Regions from separate parts of the Sus scrofa genome. Here all the other regions are linked to region 3. The links are chromatin contacts, called in public HiChIP or PLAC-seq maps. All regions are on one chromosome and are shown on one strand. The core of a region is the stretch at or near the end of the contact, and the rest is flanking DNA. Distances in the headings are between cores, read along the strand shown. Region 1 overlaps LOC106509171 (a long non-coding RNA gene). Region 2 has its middle 380 kb from the start of MPDZ. Region 3 overlaps LOC106509171 (a long non-coding RNA gene).

Region 1 (4,033 bases), core at 1,077-3,576, 130 kb before region 3:
CAATGTTCTACGCTATTTCCAAGTGGTACCGTACTTTTTCAAATCGCTTCTGTGCTTCCATGTGTCTGGCTTGGTCTATGTTTTGTGTTGCTTTCTGGGCCTTCCAATCAACATTAATCTTGCTGCTCTTTCTGAGAGAAGTTGTTAGAGGGGAAAATGAACCACGCACACAGGTAGAGCTGGAAGAAAAGGGGCAAAAGTGCCCATATTGTCCTTCTTGAGTGGTTTGGACAGCTGGAACACAAAAGCCCAGTACTATTAAACATGTAATTTTAGGTGAAGTTTGGTTCCATGTGAAGCATTAATTTTAATAGAGACTTTATATATAAGCTCTCGTTTGAATAATAATGTAAAATTAAATTTAAATTGTAAATAACGTCCAGATACTAGTTGTTTCCTGGCTCAAATTCTTCAGCACATATGGTGCTAGCATAAGCTTGTGCCTGTCTGCCTACTCTGGGTAATTTTGCATGCAAATAGTTTTAGTGCCTATGTTGAGGTGCTAAAACGTGTTTAGTACACTTGAAAATATTTGCATTGCAAAAGGAGAGGAAATCTCCTGAGGAAAATCAAATTGATATTTTGTATTAAGAGACCACTCTGGGCACTGCGTGGCATTCTTCTAGGGAGAATTCTGTTTACAGTGCAACTAGCATTTTTTAATTGACCTTTAGAAAAGCAGCTCTGGCTACAGCTTGCCAGGTTTATAAACCGTTGGACCATCTTCTGGCAACATTCACCACATTAATCAGGAAGAGAGAGAGAGAGAAAGCTGTGGAAAGAATCGACTTGCCTTGGCTGGACCGTAGCTTTTGCCTCAATTTGGTGGATTGGTAGGATAAATATGTTAATTATAATGAAAAGTTTCAGTTGGAGTGTGCCTAACTAATTAGCTAACTAACTAACCAACTAACTCAGGAAAGGCTTTAGCACAGTGAGGCAGCCGTGAATGCTGGGTGTGAGGCCGCACACACGCTCCCATTTGCCTCGCTCCCATCTGCTGCATTTACAGGAACCAGTTCGTTAAGAGTCTGAATTGAATCCAAATAAAATGCATTTCTGATGCAAGCCCGATGACTGGTGCCATTCTACGCTGCATTATGTCAAATTAGAGTTCGGTTGGAAATGAGGTTCCAGAGATCTTACGTAAATGTCGAATGCATAGAACATTGAGTGAATAAGGGTTCTGCACAAGTGCAACATCCCGCGTCTATAAACCGGTTCCTCCTTCTCCTGATTTGACCCTTATTCACCAAGACCAATTACAAAATTAGGACCCCCTAATAAAATAACAGAATTCAAGTGTGAGGGAAAAGTTTGTGAAACTTTTGTTGTAACTCTCTTCTCATTGTTTACAGTCAGCTTAATTTTGACATTGACCAATTCAGATGTAGTATGTCCTGACAAAATGAAAGTAAGTTCAGTGTCCATGAGAGAAACAGATGATGAGAGATCTACAAGAAGAATTCAAAATTGCAGACTTTTGTCTGTACTTCCCTCTTCTGCAGAGAAATGGTACGGGAAGAAATCTTAACACTCGTTGTGGAGTTGTTCATTGCTTCCGGCCCAAGCTCTGTGCAAAGGATAGACTACTATAGATGCATATGTTGGCTGAAACTTTGGGGTTTGATTCACATTATCTCCCCATATTTTACCCTTCCATCCCTAATATTCCATTTTATCATCCCTGCCACTTCCCATTGTGTGCAAGGTGCAGTATTTTGTGTCAATGAATAGCCGCAGATAGGTAGCGAGCCAGAGCCAAAAGGAACTCCTTATGAATCCACACCAGCAAGGAGGGGTTGGCCAACTGATGGCAATTTACTTCCTTTAAAATAATCTTTTAAAAAAGCCTCTGCTGGCCTTGGGATCCAGGCACATCAATCAATCCATTAAGTAAGTAAATAAGGCAATAACTAAACAATAAATCATTTTGAATTTCACACATGCACAGACCTTTTGATACATAAATTACAAGAAAGCTTTGGATTCAGGGGCTGTTCAGCCTATCACCCAATAATTTTGCATACAAGATAAAGAGCTATTCTACACTGTGGGGTACTGCTCATTCTGGTCCCCAAATCATGGGGCTTCTATGCATCCCTTCGGTGGTGGTGGTGTGTTTTATGATGCATGACATGGGAGTTGTGTGTGTGTGTATGTGTGTGTGTATGTGGTGAGGGGCATGCTGTTAGGGGGAAGCCTACCACACATTTCTGCCATCACAGACTGTGGGCAAACAGCTGTCTCCACAGCTGAGGCCACTGAAACCGCCTGCACTGCTCCAGTAACTCGAGAGCACAAGGCTGGTCCCTGGATGGCACAGAGCACGGTGCCTGCAGCAAAGCGCTGGAGTTTTCCCGGGGCTGAGCAGGCGGAGACTTTGCCACCAGACACAATAAGCATCTGAAATGGGGGCTCATGAATAATTCATCCTTAGTGTCCCATGAAACAAAGAAATGATGTTTGCTGGTAGATAACTGTGTTGTGGCATTTGTAAATCTTTCTGAATTTGAAGTTGATCATGTTTCGTGTTGGTTGAGAAATAATGTTTTTTTTTTCTTTCCTAAAACAAAAAGTTGGTAGTTCAATGTAATAATCCTATGGTGAATGTCTTCCACGAAATGCTGGATGGGTTATACTAATTTGGCTCATGATTTAGGAATTTTTAAATATCTCCTTCAGGGAAGAGGGATGTGAAAATGGTTTTACTGCAATAAAATACAGCAGGATACCAAGTTCTCAAGGAGACTGTGTTTTTTTCCTTGGTAGGCAACCAGCCCACTTTTGCTAATGCAAGTTTCATTACTGTAGACTAGAAAACAGTGGTGCTTTCCAGCATTGGAGGACAGTGTCAGGAGGAACACTCCTTCACTTTTCACTAAAATATTAGTAAAAATGATACTTTGGTGAATTGAGCCCCAAATTGTTTCAGTGATAGTTAAATACCCACGAATTTAACACTAGTTAAATTGGCAATAAAATGACCCCCAACCAAGTTGAGCCACCATCCTGTTTCTGCACAATAATTCTGGACCTAATGCCAGTAATCTATAAAGCCGCTGGGTAGAGTGTGTGCATTTGCATAACGAATATTTCTAGTGTTGTATAAAGTAGCTAGCTGTTCAAACTTACCATAATTAGTATTTATAATTAGTATCCATGTATTCATTTCATTTATTCTTTAATATCTGTGTACTCATTTCCCAGAGAAAAGAAAAGAAATCAATTTAATAGTTCTTCATTATCTTTGAAACGACAACCTGGCAAAACAAATCATGGTGAAATACTCTGTCATCTCTCCAATAATTATCTCAAATCTGTCTTCTATTATTCACTCATACTTTCGCCATGATTTTTTTTTTTTTCAGTATGTCTTTGTTGTCTCTCTGGCTTTAAGGTTGCCCAGAAATTATTGTACAGCCATAAAGCTCACACAATCTGATATGATTGGCAGGGAAAGTCGGAAAGAAGGCAGGCTGATTTTGCTGAAAGAAACAAGCAAAAACAAAGTATGGATCTGCCAATTATATGCTGGTGTGAAAACACAATTCTTTCCTATTTTCAGGTGGGGTGTTGGCAGTTGGGGTGTTAAACTGGTAGCTCATGGGACCTCCAATCCGAAGGAGAGCCATCAGTGCAGTGTGGAGTGTGTTTTGGGGTTTTGTTGTGGCAATTTGTTTCCTTAAGCTCCAGTAGTGTCCCAGCGAGTAAACTCAATATGTATAGGTAATGACTACTTTTCTTTACCTTGGCTGTGTAGGATTAAGATTGTAAATAGAATTGTGGTGGGGTAGAATTTGCTTCCTACCTCTCTAAAAGTTAAGTAGATTTCCAGTGGAGATAATAACTAAATAAAGGGTAGGAATGTCCTGGGGCCAGTGAGATAATCAGGAGAAATAGAGGTAACAGATTTAAGATGAACAAAACACAAACACACCTAAAAGGCCTGAGGCAGAGACTATAGAAATTCCCTTCACTTCCCATTAACCACTGAATTCCTGTTTTCCCCCTACCTCCATGCACTTGGCTG
Region 2 (3,850 bases), core at 1,289-3,788, 130 kb after region 3:
GCAGCTCAGGACAAGCTCAGCTATTCTTGGTTTGGGGGCTGAGAGACATTTTTCCCATGGGCCTGCATGGAAAGAACATTGTGAAATATACCAAACTATGTCCCCAACCATATCCATATCATAAATTTGATCATGCTTTCACGCATTTTCTTATAAAGTTTTTTTTAATGTGGGCCAATGGTATAATGACAGAGCAAGTACACAGGGGCTAAAATGATAAATGTCAGGCTGGGAGGTTTCATACATGTAGAAAAGAAATTTTTGTAGTTTCAAAGCAAGGGAGCAATGATGTGGGCTGGAGAAATTCAGAAAGGCTTCATAGAGAAGGGGATATTCAGCTGGGCCTTGAACAAAGATCTGAAGGCATCAGATAAGTTGACAGCATTGAAGAAGCCATTCCTGTTAGTTAAGGGAATAATGCAAACCAAAGAGTGGAAGGAAGAATGTGACAGGAAAATTTAAGGAAACAAGTAGGCCAGGCTGATTTATGATGAAGAATGGGTAGGGAGACTAAAAAGATATGTTGAGGCTAGACCTTGGAGGCACCATAAGCCAGGCTAAGAAGTTAATTCTTTATGTGAGAGACAAAGGGTAGGACACTGAAATGTTTCAGGTTTCAGGAGTGTTCTGATAAAAGCTATTTTTTACAAAGATTAATCTGGCTGTCTTTAGCTGGATAAATTAGGAAAGCAAGCAAGCAAGAAAGTTAGAAAGCTCTTCCTCAAGCCTCTAGACAATGCCTTTGTGATGAAACATAGCCGCATCCTGACTTTACCTATAGAAAAGTTTAAAGGATTGACTAAAGGTAATTGTCTCTAAGGCAACAATGAGGGCATGCCCATAACCACCAGTTAGTTCCTTCTCTGGGGCCATGGTTTAAATTTAGATTGTGGGTTGAGACAGCAACGCAAAGCAGCTAATGAAAGCAGGGTGGAAGTTTTAGATCTTTCTCAAAGCAACATGGAAAAGAAGGGAGAGATGGAAAACAAAATATTTTAGAAGGGAGTGGAAAAGATGACTGACTCATGGCACTTAATGCATATAGAGAAGGAATGTTTATGCTGCAAATCAAGAGCAGGGCTGTGCCCCTGGCCTCCCCACTGGAAAGGAAGGATGTTCTATAGACCTGCATAAAGGGGGCATTACACCCTCATATGGCTCAGGCGGCTATTTACCAGGCAAACACTCAGGGATTCCAACTGTCTTTTCTTTAAAGAGGAAGCCTGTCTCCTGCTGTTTCTGGATCCAGTGCCTGCTGACAGCAGTTTGGAGGCACATACCACCCCATGTGCTGCTCCTCCATTCCTTTCTGTGTTTGCAAAGCTAGTATGCCTCACTGAGCATATTCACTGTTCTCCGCCTTGCACAAAACCTCAGATTCCTTTCTGAAATTCCTTTGTGTCTCTGTGTGTACTTGAACCTCCAGGTCAGTGATCATGAACCTCCCGCTCAGCACCTGAAGAAAGTTAAAACAAATGCAAGGACTTTAGAACCTTGTTCTGCCCTGAGCTGGTTGACTAGTAATGTATATATTATTTGGTTGGTTTGGTTTTTAAAGAAAGAAAAAGAACAACAACAAACATTCTATCTTTGGAAACGAGCGTGGCAAGAGGCTCCACCTGCTGGCCTAGGAGGCTTCTGAAAAGTTGAGACCCATCGTCTCAGGCTGGAAATGACATCCATTCCTAGTCTTTCCAGGGCCCCAGCTCTCTCACTGGTAACTTTGAAAGACAGTGATGGCCATAGTGTGGCTTGGTTTCTCTAGGTTTCCATCCATTAAAAGTCTGTAGGTCAGGAGTTCCCGTTGTGGTGCAGTGGTTAATGAATCCGACTAGGAACCATGAGGTTGCGGGTGCGGTCCCTGCCCTTGCTCAGTGGGTTAACGATCCGGCGTTGCCCTGAGCTGTGGTGTAGGTCGCAGATGCGGCTCGGATCCCGCGTTGCTGTGGCTCTGGCGTAGGCCGGTGGCTACAGCTCCGATTCAACCCCTAGCCTGGGAACCTCCATATGCCGTGGGAGCGGCCCAAAGAAATAGCAAAAAGACAAAAAAAAAAAAAAAAAAAAAAAAGTCTGTAGGTCAAACACTTCTGGTGATGAAAGAGCACTTGACTGAGAGTGAAAAAGTTTGAACTCTAATTCCAACTGTGTCACTATTATTACAGTGACCTTGGACAAATGCTTCCTTTTCTTCAGTGTTTCAGTGTCCAACTGTAAAATGGGAATTAAAGTTCCTTTCCTGCCCGTCTTACAGGTTGACGTTGAGAACTGATTAGAGATTATTCAGAACATAATGACTTTTTAACGCTAAAGCCTTGTACAAACAAATTGAAAAGATTTTAACCTATGGAAAGCTTTGCTGGAAAGAAGAGGTTTTAGAAAATCTCTTGTTGGATGGAAGATTTTCTGTTGTGGTAACATCTTCAGTGGATCTTTGTTGACAGGAGGAGATTCTTCAAATGACAGCCTCAGTGTGATAGTGTTCCCACATCATCCTCTGATTAATGGGCTGCTCTGTCTATGTGAGTGTCAGGGCTGGTGGGGATGAAGGAGCTGGGAACTTTGCTGATAAAGGTACCTCTAGGGCAGTTCTCCCTCTGAACTTTACATCCTGTGTAAAGCAAATGATGAAAAAGATCCCTTTCTCTTAGATGTAAGCATTGTCTCTTTTCCATCCTACTAACCACACAGATATGAGGACTGGAAAGAAAACCAGAGATTTCATAAGGCAACACTTGCATCTGAAAGATGAATAAGGGGTAGCTCAGAGTCTGAGGGACTCAGAGTTACAGAGCTACCCGGTTGGGCTAAAACAGTTCTCAAGCTCACAGATGGCTAGGTCTAAACTTAGCTGTACTTAGGAAACTCTGGATAGCTCTGAGATAGTTACTCACCTTCCCATGACTTTGTTTACTCACTTAAAAATAGAAATGGAAAATGATCCTACCTTAAAGGCTTCTAGGGTAGTACTGGCAAGAAGAAAACATGCTTTGCCAATTTACCTCCCTTTATAATATAATTATTATCATTTAATTAGAAGTTTGAAAGCCTGAATTTAAGTGTTAGAATAGTTACATGAATATAATTAGCTTATTTATGTGTGTGTGTATATATATGTATATAATGATCTTTTCATAGGTATATGTATATAAAATATATTCATATGTATATATATACTATAATTTTGTAACATATATTACATATATTCAATATTTATAAAATATAATAGTTATATATAATATTTTGATGTTTCAGTAATACAGTGATTATATGATAAATATATTCAATAGATAATTTATATATATACACATACATACATACTATATAAATTAGACTAGTTATAATTTGCTACAGGTACCAAAGACTATTATTAATATTTGTTAACACATTCAAAATAGACTAAGTATAAATTACTAATGTATTTAATTACTACATTTTATTGTTTAGAGCTCTTCTAGGTTCACAGCAAAATTGAGTAGGAAGTACAGAAAACTCCTATATCCCCACTGTCCCCACACACTCACAATGGAAATTCCGCAACATGGTGGTACATTTGTTATGACTGACAAAGTTGCATTGACATGTCATTATTACACAGAGTCCAGTTTTCACTAGGGTTCACGCTTGGTGTTGTACATTCTGTGGATTTGAACAAATTTATGACTTGTATCCATCATTGTAGTGTCATCCAAAATAGTCTCACTGCCTTGAAAATCCTCTGAGATCGGCCTATTCATGCATCCCTTTGCCCTAACTCGTCAGTCGCTCATCTTTTTACTCTCTCCATAGTTTTGCCTTTTCCAGACTAACATACACTTAGAATTATATAGTATGTATCCTTTTGAAATTGGTG
Region 3 (3,998 bases), core at 1,459-3,958:
GACACTATATTGGGTTCTTAACCTACTGAGCCACAACAGGAATTCCGTGAATTGAAGTCTTAAAAGATGGATTTGGAATTTGGACAAGAAAAGACTCGCAACATTAATAATACAGAAAAGCATGTAGAGGTTAAAAGGATGATCCAGTACAATATATGATGCTTAGATATTTACAGCATGTTATTTTAACATACATTCTCTTATCCTGCCTTACAACACACACTTACCTTGTTAAAAGTTATTGGAAAATGGAAGACATACTTAGGGAATTGTTCAAGAGAATTTCATCTCATAGTCTCAAAAGCTAAAAATATTCCATGTTTGTGTATAAGCTATTCTCAAGCATTGTTTATGTTTAGCAAAGCATTATATAATCTTTTGATTTAAAGCTCAGCTACCTCTTTCATTAAATAAATAATTCCGAATATCATTATTTATTTCCTTTTGGAATCTTAGCAGATTAAAAGATAATTCTATGTATCTTGGCTAGCAGAAAACTTTGGTGTTGGCTTTGCAATTTATACATCCTGTTTGTATTCTCTTGCATTGTGAGATTTCCTATTTGCTTATACATTACCCCCCTTCTACTCCTACAACCCTCCTTGTTTTTCCTACGCAATTATAGCTTACCTACTAAAAATTCAGTGAATGCCACAGCCAAGGTATTTCATGTTTAGTGATGTTCTTTGGCAGAAGCCATTTACAGTAAAATAAAACACTACTAATTTGAACAGAAAAAGGAAGAGCTATTTATATATATGAAAGCATGGCAGGGATAAGGTAGTTTTTGCATCTTTATATCTCAGAATTCAACTTCAGTGAAAAGAGAAGGAGGAAAAGTTTCACACACAGTTTCCATAAAAATTAAAAGGCGTTGCTGATGGAAATGAAAGTATGGGTCTTCAAAGTGTATGGTCAAAGAAGTAAAAATCTAATACAATACTTGATCAAAATGAGTGAAGATTATTATTATTATTTTTTTGTCTTTTCTAGGGCTGTACCTGTGGCATATGGAGGTTTCCAGGCTAGGGGTCGAATCGGAGCTATACCACAGCCGCAGCAACGTGGGATCCGAGCCGCATCTGTGACCTACAGCACAGCTCATGGCAATGCCGGATCCTTATCCCACTGAGCAAGGCCAGGGATCGAACCCATAACCTCATGGTTCCTAGTCGGATTCGTTAACCACTGAGCCACGACAGGAACTGCATTGTGTGGATTAATTTTGTGTGGATGTGGATGTGACTGTAATTTGGAGAAAATCTGAATGATACAACAGGAAGTGATATTTTCCCCAACAAGCAGGAGGCACGATTGATTCCCACCTCAGTGGCGGCCACAGGCAGACCATCAGTGAAGAAACATTTAGTAGTTTTGTCCTGTGAGAGGACTCATGTTTCTGTTTCTTTTTGCCTTCGAGAAGAATGTAGAAGTTCAGATTTAGCTTTTAAGAATCTGCATTACATCAAAAAGAGAGTTTAATGAGATTATATTCCATACTAATTATAATAAATAATAGAGGGTTAATATGAAATTAAAACTACAAGGGCTAGAAAACATAGGCACACTTCCGTATATAAAATGCTGTGGTTCTATGCCTCTTCAGTTTTGCTAAAAGTCTGCATAGGGTATATGATGAAGATGATGCATAAATAATTACCTTTAGTCTAATTTTCCTCTCTCTCCTCAACAATTTTTTTTTTAGGGCTTCATGTGCAGCATATGCATATGGAAGTTCCCAGGCTAGAGGACGAATTGGAGGAGCTGTCTGCCAGCCATAACCACAGCCACAGCAATGCGGGATCCAAGAGGAGTCTGTGACCTACACCACAGCTCCCAGCAACACTGGATCCTTAACTCAGTGAGCCAGACCAGGGATCAAACGTGCATCCTCATGCATACTAGTCGGGTTCATTTCTGCTGAGCCACGAAGGGAACTCCTAAAACAAAATTTTTTTAAAGCCAAACTTTGTTGTGGCAAATTGAATATATGCTTGAGTTTTTCCATTTCCTTTTTAATTTTTGGTAAGGTTCATGTAAAGTCAGGGGGTAAGGTAGAAAAAAAAACCAAAAAACTTGGAAACATGCTCTTGCCAGACATTAAACTTCTATAAAAAGATTTAACACAGCAAAACCAAAACAAAAGAGGGGGCACATTCACCAAAGGATGTGATACAGCTCTGATACATTTGCAGCAGGATGTGAATGCTTTCAGTTGGAAGATTGCAATAGGTAGAATATTTCTCTTCTTGCTCCCTTTCATAGAATTTCAACAGTGGATTAGTATTTTTGGATGATGTTCAAAAAGTACAAAAGTAAAAGACTGATGATATAAGTCCCATCATCTACAGTTTCATTTCATAAGCCTTTGCCTGAACCAATCATTTTGGAAATGTGCTTGTGCTGACCTATAACTGTTTTTGCTCATCAGCTCAGTTTAGAAGTAAGGCATGAATAGTGTATTTTTATTAGGAGTAGTAAATTTTACATTTCTTTCAGAGGTTAATCTTATTCATGTTTTAGACATTTGATGCTTAAGGGTTTTAAATCACTTTTCAAATCCCATGAAACATACATAATTTCAGCTCTTTTTTATGTTCTGAATAAAGGGCCACATTATTTCCTACTAGTTTGTCTTCAAAGGGCGTGGCATTCCTCTGCTGTACTTGGCAGGCTGATCAACAACCACGAGGAAGAGATCATAGATCTGCCTTTGGCGGTTGACAGTTGTGCTCTTTTGTTTATTGGTTTACTTTTCACCACACTCCTCTCCCCTTCTTCCAAATCTCCTTTAAATTTTTTTTTCTACTTTTCTTACATGTTTTGCAGCATATTCCAGCCTTAAGAAATAGCTAGGCGATTGTTTTTAAAAACTACTCTCTCCTCTTCAACTTGTTTTTAAAAGGGTTTTTGACCCCTTAAAAAAAAAAAAAAAAAAGTTGACCTACTTCAAATTGTAAAGAGCAGAGTCTGGTTTGGATTGTTGAACACATCCTTTTAGGATAAATGGAGACATGATGATGGGATTATACATGAGCCAGACTTGTGGCTTCTGATATTTTCCTTATTTTTCCACTCTAGCCACAGAATTAACACTGAGTCTTAGAGAGCGTTTCTCTCAGGGTGTGATAGAAGGATTCTGAGTCCTTTGCTCTAGAAGGACACATGAACAGCTAAGTTTCTATTTAGAGTAATTAGAGTAAGTAGCTAATTTAAGGCTTCTTGGCACCTAAGTACAGAGAACAGCCTGAAATGGCTCTGCTGTCCTCAAGCTTGAAGTACTGCCAATGTGAACACATCAGACAAATTTTGATGCTAGGAAGGTAGTCATATTGGGTTCTACTTAGGTCTGGGAAATAAAACGACCCTGCTTAGTAGATTAAGCAAGAATAAATAGTAATGCTTCATTTATCTTGAGTAAATGTAGTGTGTAACTAGGTATTTGAATTTCTTCCATTTTTGCCTAAATTGTATTTTTTCTTAAGTGATATTAAAGTTGGTAATCTGATGGTAATTTTAATTTACACAGGATAATTAATACCCTGATGGATAAAACCCACATCCTTAAGCTTTAAACTCTTCAAGAACCTTGGCATTTGATTTGCCTTTTAGGGACACTAGGGAAGATGTGCTGGAAACTAGTCATCAGGCTATTTATGGTGGTGATCATCTACACAAGGTACAAGGAAGTTGGAGGAGCCACAGAACTTTTCCAAACAAAAGTCTTGGTGGGGAATGTGTGATTTGACTGATTCTGAATGTAAACACCATGTGCAAATGGAGAGTTGTACCATATTGGCAGGTCCTTCCTCTCTTTAGTCGATGTCTCCTTTGTAATTGTTTGCTGATTCTTTTGCATTTACTTCTGCCAACCCTGTGGCTGCCTTGTGTCATTCCCACTGACTGTCCTTTGCTCTGGTATCAGTTTATGTCTGGTCTAGAGCTAGCTCTATGGAGGTCGACTGGATAGAAGGCTAGGAAAAGGAGACGGAGGAAAA

The links. HiChIP or PLAC-seq counts read pairs in DNA pulled down with a chosen protein or histone mark.
Region 1: a contact with region 3 is called in an H3K27ac HiChIP or PLAC-seq map of skeletal muscle. The contact joins two enhancer-like sites. A contact is called at or near these places in 4 of 47 Hi-C or Micro-C datasets (brain, psoas muscle, skeletal muscle and 1 more) and 1 of 2 datasets of contacts at active chromatin or transcription factors (skeletal muscle).
Region 2: a contact with region 3 is called in an H3K27ac HiChIP or PLAC-seq map of skeletal muscle. The contact joins two enhancer-like sites. A contact is called at or near these places in 1 of 47 Hi-C or Micro-C datasets (skeletal muscle) and 1 of 2 datasets of contacts at active chromatin or transcription factors (skeletal muscle).

The regions. Positions count from the first base shown.
Region 1 is chr1:209,055,359-209,059,391 of Sscrofa11.1, reverse strand. All of the region lies in intron 2 of LOC106509171 (a long non-coding RNA gene), which reads right to left. Among named protein-coding and RNA genes, the nearest start is that of MPDZ, 120 kb to the left of the region's middle. Within about 2 kb of position 2,326, at least 13 of the 83 cell types and tissues checked have an H3K27ac peak or open chromatin away from gene starts, as enhancers often do. A contact at or near this core is called in skeletal muscle, where this site is marked.
Region 2 is chr1:208,795,864-208,799,713 of Sscrofa11.1, reverse strand. No RefSeq gene overlaps it. Among named protein-coding and RNA genes, the nearest start is that of MPDZ, 380 kb to the left of the region's middle. Within about 2 kb of position 2,538, at least 6 of the 83 cell types and tissues checked have an H3K27ac peak or open chromatin away from gene starts, as enhancers often do. A contact at or near this core is called in skeletal muscle, where this site is marked.
Region 3 is chr1:208,927,516-208,931,513 of Sscrofa11.1, reverse strand. The region is part of intron 1 of LOC106509171 (a long non-coding RNA gene); the gene reads right to left. Among named protein-coding and RNA genes, the nearest start is that of MPDZ, 250 kb to the left of the region's middle. Within about 2 kb of position 2,708, at least 3 of the 83 cell types and tissues checked have an H3K27ac peak or open chromatin away from gene starts, as enhancers often do. A contact at or near this core is called in skeletal muscle, where this site is marked.